Linked DNA regions of Mus musculus: region 2 is linked to region 1. A link is a contact called in public Hi-C data. All regions are on one chromosome and are shown on one strand. The core of a region is the stretch at or near the end of the contact, and the rest is flanking DNA. Distances in the headings are between cores, read along the strand shown.

Region 1 (3,357 bases), core at 552-3,051:
TATCAACCTGGGTTCAGATCCCAGCTTCACCACTCCACAGCTGTTGGGACATGGGTGAATCTTGAAATTCTCAGACTAGTAATTTCACCCATCACAGAATGTAAACAAACACCACACTCTGAGCTCCAGTGCACAGCACTCATTGCATCTTTTAAGATTCCTCTATAATTCTTATAAAGCATAATAAAGGAAATATCTTTTGCCTATTGCCTCTGTCTTGTATAATAATATCCAAGGAATAGACACTAAACATTTGGTACATTTTGAGCCAATCCTAGGGGTGGTAGAATTATTGCACTCTGTGCTTTCATTGAGAAGAACTGGGCTGTCTAGAAAAAGAACCAAAGATTAAGAATGGACCCCCACCGTATTCAACAGACAGAGACAGGGTCAACAGGCTCACCAATAAGCAATAGCTGAGCATTGAGTCCTAAAACATAGGAAAAAAGAAGAGGCTCTTGGTGCTCAGGTGAAGGAGGATATTTTAAGATGATGGAAGAATTATTTTATTGACTTTGAAATGATCAATACATTCAGAAGAGGTTTACTTTAGGTCACCAACAATAGATCTGCAAGATACTGACTGACTGGCCATCTACAAAAAAAAGGAATTATGAATTAAAGTAGATGCCTACCAGACATCCCTCTTATTTTTAGGTTCTGAGTCTCCTCCTGCCTGTATTTCCATTCAGATATTGTGTTTTGGCTTCTAACTCTTATTACTTTCCCTCGGGGACTTACTGCTTATTAAATTCCTACCCTCAAATCTCAAGATACAGTTCTTCTAAAGAGCAGACAAATTCTAATGGACTCCCTCCTGGATTGAAGGGACAAAGCTCTGCAAAGAATAGGAAGCTCCTCTAGGGAGAGAATGTCCCTTGCTTGGGGACCTATAGCTACCCCTTTCTGTTTCAGAGAGAGAAGATGAAGGAGAAATGGGTAAAATAAGACATCCTGTCCTCTCTGTCATGATTTTGCTGTCAAACAGCTCTGCTACAGTATAGCATCAATGGATCATTCCTGTCTCTATCAGGCTTAGGAGCCACTATGTGTCAGTTCTTGTGGTCAAAGAGTTTTTGTTGGACTTTCAAATATGGAGGGAATCAAAGTTAGCATCATTGAGTAATAGAAGCGTAAGGACTGCTGGCGCATCTTCCCTTTGAGACCTCTGTATTCGGGCCTATGGGTTCTGTTTCTGACCTGCAAAGTGAGGCGACATGTCCTGATGTCATCTACCACATGAAGCCTTTCACATAGCAAACCAGAACCTTCTGGTGATCCTCATAACTTGTTTTCTCAGTAGGCTCAGGGTATCCATTTATCTATGCAGGTACGAGGGCTCATGAGAACCAAAACACCATCCTGAAATGATTATGTGTGACTGAACTTTCTGGGACGTCTGGGAATTTTTGATGCCCTTTGGACACTCAGTCTTCAATTGAGCATACCAGAGGCAATAGCCTCTTTCCGCCAGAGCCCAAGAAGATAATACATAAAACATCACCACCCCTGGGAACCTCAGAGATAATACCATATCCTCGGTAGATGATCTGAAGGTCACAAAGCAAGTAGCAAACTCTGATCAGCAGCCTCAGGCCTACAAGTCCAACATGAGAGAAGATATCTTTGCTCTATATAGTTTCCCTGGAAGAGACATCTGGTACCCAAGCCTGCCTGAACTATCACCCATATGTAATTCCTCCACCTGACACAGGGGTGCACCGACATGCCATCTCACCCTGCCCCCAGGCAGATCTGAATGTTCACCGATGCTAGGGATGATTTACGTGGTCTAGGAGAGGATTTTCCAAGAAAACACTCCACATAATTGGCCTTTGGTCGAGCTCCCCAGCCATGATTTATTTGTCTAGGACAAGCCAGGGAACGTCTCTCTCCACCTCTGCAAAGCCTCCGGTCCCTGGCCTCAAAGTTCAGCAAGTTTCTGGCCAGAGAATGTTCTTTCTCCCCTCCCACTCAGCCTTTTTCCCTGTGCCTTGCAATCTCATTTGCTAAATATACTAAGGTGCCCTGTACCCAGTGGTCTGTAGGTCTAGAATGTGCCAGGCTTCCTTTAGCTGGGAGTGTCAGTCCTAAATCACTCTGCTGGCAGCTGCCATCCATTTATATCCATGACCTAAGAAGACTGAAAGCACAAGTTCTTCCACAGAGATGCTTTTCCATCCAGGCGCCTGGAGGTTAGAAGCATACCGTGCTGTGTTCACACTGCTACCCTCCCACAAACATATAGGTACAAGGTACAAGGCACAAGAATGTACTCCAATGCTCAAAATGTTGAAGGATTAACTTCCATCTCAGTCACTTGTTTGTAGCCTGTGATGATAGCCTAAGCTAAACACCTCTAAATGCAGGCCCTGACAGTAAGCACAAAGAAACTGGAACTCATCAACTGGAAGACATCAGAACTTGTAGTAAAGACAGACTGAGAAATCCCTCTGCCTTGCAAATAACTTTTGGCTTTTGCTAGTCCCCTCAATAGAGACACCCCCAAGAAGCCCATGAAAGGTTTTCTGGAAAGTTGAGGCAGTCTCTGCATGGAAAGCTACAATGGGAAAGCCAAAGCAAGTCGTTTTTTTTCAAAAGTTTGGAGGGGTGCCTAGTTAAACCTTACCTTCCTGGCAGGCCCCTCCTGCAGAGGAGACTCTGAACTAGAAAAGGGCCTGGTAAGAAAATATGGTTTGAAAAATATTAAGGACAAGCCCATCACACACATACACACACATATTTACACTGCTTTGTGTGGCCTCTGTGTGTGCATGCATGTGTGCATGTATGCATGTGTGTGTGTGAGTGTGTGCATGTGTGCATGCGTGCATACCTGTATGTGTGTGTGTGTGTGTGTGTGTGTGTGTGTGTGTGTGTGTGTATGCATGCGCGGACGGGTGTATTCCTTGACAGGAGCATGTGCATATCTGTGATTGCAGAGGACAGAGAACTGCCTCAGAGCCTGTAATCCTATATCTGATCATCCACACTGTTTCTGTGTCTATTTGTTACTTTGTTTCATTCTTGAGACAGAGTTAGTCAGTGGCCTGTACCTTTTGTCCATAGAAAGAGTGTCTTCAGGCAAACTCTTCCTTACCAAGAAAAGGATGGAGAGAAGAGAGCCAGGATTGCTGGGAGAGATAGTCAAAGCTTGGGTGGAAGGGGTATAAATACTAGGAACCAGGCTTTCCCCATAGAACAAAGGAATATTCCTGAAGGATAATCCTTTTTCGGGCATCCCCAGACAGCTTAGAGAGCCAACCATCACCACATCACCCTGGCATGGTAGATGTAGGCAGAATAGCAAATGTCTCTTTAAGAACATGGGGTACCAGGAGGGCTTAGAGAATAGCC
Region 2 (3,357 bases), core at 622-3,121, 430 kb before region 1:
AACACAGTGATAGAAGCAACAGAAGTAACACAGGGTATTGTGCCACAATCAATGACCTGCTTGTCATACAAACAAGTGACTAGCATGCTTTGTCTTTTTCTGATTTTTTTCCCCTCTCTTAGGGTAGATTATAATACTTTACCCACACAAATTAGAGACACCAGAGTTAACTAATGGTAACATTCTTCTTCAGTGAAGGTGGTTTCTTGGAAACAAAACTGGAATAAGCAAGTAGTGAAGGTCACATCGGATGAACTGCACCAGATGGGCAACAAGCAAGAGTCACAGTGAGCCCTGTAGCATTTCCCCTGGGCATCAGGCAGTGACACATATCTGACATAGGTTGCCCTTGGAAGTAGCACGTTGTGGGTCTTGTTGAGGTTATGACAGAAAGAGCCACATAGATTGTTTGTATTCTACATATTAACTAAGAAAGCTATTTCTTAGAAAGAGCATGAAAAATGGTTCCCTTTGAAGTGGTAAAGATATAGCTTTGTAAGAAACACACACACACACACACACACACACCACACTTTCATTTACTCTGTAGTTTGCTTTCTTTTATTCCTTAGTACACATGAGTATGTGAAAACCTACAACACGGAGACATGCAGCCTGATTTAGTGATCATCTTTTGTAATGTGCTTCTATTTAAAGCAACAAACAGATGGAGGGTTTATGAGCAGGGCTGGTAAAGGTAAGAGCAAATGATTGCTATAGCACTTTTAATAGGATTTCCCACAATCTAAAGCAGTACTCCCCGAGGAACAAATTGTTCTATAAAATTTTGTTAGTTAGGAAAAAAGTAATCTCCCGGACTTTGCTGAAGCAACAGGGAGCTCCAGCATTCCATGAATCTCCAAGTTCTCTGCACTCAGACCAGTGTCCTGGGAAGGGGAAATCAGGTTGTCTGGGAATGCTCCCCAAAGAACAAGCTGTGTGGAGCCCAGCAAAAGGAAGACAAACAGGTGCAAAGGGGAGGATGAGGCATGTCTGGGTTTCAGATGAATTTACTGCCTTGTAATTTCCTACTTTGCAAACATGGTTTGGGAAATTCCTACAGATTTTAGATAAACAAGGCTCAGGGCTTTCTCCCCTGCCAATTCAGATGAGAGTCCAGTTCTAGAAAGGCAGATCTTGCTCAACAAACAACAGAATTGTACACAACCCAATGTTAATTCATTACTATCATCCCTACTTAGGATAAGCAAAACTCACTTTAATTCCACCACGAAGATGAATATACTGCCAGGATGGCCTTTACGCAAGTTATAATTAAAGCTAATCTTAATTGAAGTTATTACACCATTCTGGAAGAAAACAAACAGCCCAAAGAGAGGGAAAGAGTGTGGTCAATAACTCACTCCAATTTTTTTTCTTTTTTGCCTCCAAAGCTCACATTGAGGGAGACATTCCTCCCCGTGATACAAATGGTTCTGACATTAAGAAAAGTAAACAAGTAAGAAAAATAAAGATGGAAAAATTCTGTGGTCAGTTCACAAGTGCTTTTTTATTGTTTGAGGCAGGGTTAAAGCCTTTTATGAAGACAGGGATATATGTGCTGTTAGATTGGCTGTGACATCAGACTAGTCTCACTGCCCTTGCACAGAGCCTTGCTTCTCATAATATGCAATGGACCGAAGGTTCTAATGCCTCTAAACAAAGAGGCAAGGTGGGACCTGATGATGTGAATGCAAACCATTAGCTCTCAGTGCTGTTGTATAGATCAAACAGGAGAAGGTACTCAACCGGGGTTATGAGTGGGTTGTATAATCTTTAGTTATTAATGGTCTCGGGGACTTTAGCATTAGCTGCTCCCAACATCTGATGAATGGAGGTTGTGAAATCTCCATGCAGGACTCCTGTCAGCCTGAATATGAGTTATTCCAAGACCCGGCTCACTCAGTATGGCAGAAGCTATGTAAACAGACTAGATCTGAGAAAGACGGTCCTTCTCCAGCAGCTCAGAGAGTCTGAGGACCCAATAACTGACTCTCCATTAGCAACTCTCTTGCTGTCTATAACTTGGAGGGATTCTTGGAGGATCTGCTATCTTAGCTAGGACACCCAGGGAAATGAACACACAGTATACTATTGAAGCATACCTTGACAGTATGTCAAGTGCAAGAAGACTTTCAGATGCCTTCTAGAGTGGCTTGACTGGGACAGTTGTAGACAAAATGGCAGCCCTCTGGCTAACATGGTTGTGCTTGCTTTCCTGTCAGTGCCAGCAAATGACCAAAGATAAAGAAAGATCTATTCATGTCTCATTAGCCATGGGTCTTCTGAGAGAAACAGAAAACCTTAAAGGTGTTTGTTTTATCAAACCTGTTTGGTCTGCTAGATAGTTTCTACAATCTCCCATTTGTTTTCTAATCTCCTGGCCCATCACCCCATCTTTCATCTCACTACATTTACATAGAATCCAAAGGACTTGGCAGCCTGTCCTTTTAGGGTAAATATGGCCATAGGCATTGCTGAACCTATATGGTAAAAGCCAAAGGAGAATCTCTGGTGTTGCTAAACCTTTGACAGGAAAGATGCCTAACCCTGGGTCTTCTTCAGGACAAGTGGATTTTGAACAACAACAACAACAACAACAACAACAACAACAACAACAACAACAACAAAATGCTTTTGTAGTCAGGGATTTGGGGAAATTCAGGAATTGTGCTATGAAGCTACATATCAATACATGACTTGCCTGAGAAGTTGTGTCCTTTGAAGGATTATGGATGGAAACACATTGCCAATGATAAAAGACAATGTTTATGGATTACCTGATATAATGCCTACTATGCAGACTGAAAGAATAAAGAGTATGTGCCCTTCTTCTGTACTGTTGGCTACTCCACTGAAAATAAGCCCAAGGCACAGTGATATCTGTGGACTTGACTTAGAAGGCAAGCCCAGGAGAGCCTCTATCACTATACCACAGCCAGTGAGCAAGCCTGAGGAGGCCCCAGGTGTGACCCCTGTTCCCCTGTGAGCAATGGAGAGACCAGGCAATCTGTCATGGTGTTCTGGCTGTCAGCCCCAGTGCTGTGCCGCTGCTGTCTGTCACCCTGGTGGATGAGACCTGCTTAAGGGCAATCATGTCAATCTCTCTGTGACCACTCAGTCTAAGGGAGGTGGATGATCGTGACAGGCCTGGCAAAGTAGGCACAAGGTACTGAAAAGCAGAAGTTATTGCGTGCTTAGAGAGACACAAGGCAGACTGTGATTTTTCTTGCTTTTCCACTTTATTGTCATGAAACAGGCTAAGGCGTGCAGAGTTTAGCTTCAGAGCTGATCATCTCGGATAAACCTGTTACCCTCTGAATTTCTTCCATAGTAAAAATAGCGACCTTTCCCGAG

What was found. A called contact is a pair of places that touch in the nucleus more often than the background predicts.
Region 2: a Hi-C map of uterus shows a contact between it and region 1, with 2.8 times the contacts expected there. The contact joins two enhancer-like sites. A contact is called at or near these places in 4 of 484 Hi-C or Micro-C datasets (3T3-L1-derived adipocytes, the C2C12 cell line, nephron progenitors and 1 more).

Annotation. Positions count from the first base shown.
Region 1 is chr14:22,626,170-22,629,526 of GRCm38.p6, reverse strand. All of the region lies in intron 5 of Lrmda (leucine rich melanocyte differentiation associated), which reads right to left. Among named protein-coding and RNA genes, the nearest start is that of 4930405A10Rik, 85 kb to the right of the region's middle. Within about 2 kb of position 1,801, at least 10 of the 459 cell types and tissues checked have an H3K27ac peak or open chromatin away from gene starts, as enhancers often do. A contact at or near this core is called in uterus, where this site is marked.
Region 2 is chr14:23,055,960-23,059,316 of GRCm38.p6, reverse strand. All of the region lies in intron 2 of Gm10248 (predicted gene 10248), which reads left to right. It overlaps Lrmda (leucine rich melanocyte differentiation associated), which reads right to left. Exons shown (of 7, transcript NM_028275.1): 7 at 3,229-3,357. The coding sequence ends at 3,283. Among named protein-coding and RNA genes, the nearest start is that of Gm10248, 37 kb to the left of the region's middle. Within about 2 kb of position 1,871, at least 5 of the 459 cell types and tissues checked have an H3K27ac peak or open chromatin away from gene starts, as enhancers often do. A contact at or near this core is called in uterus, where this site is marked.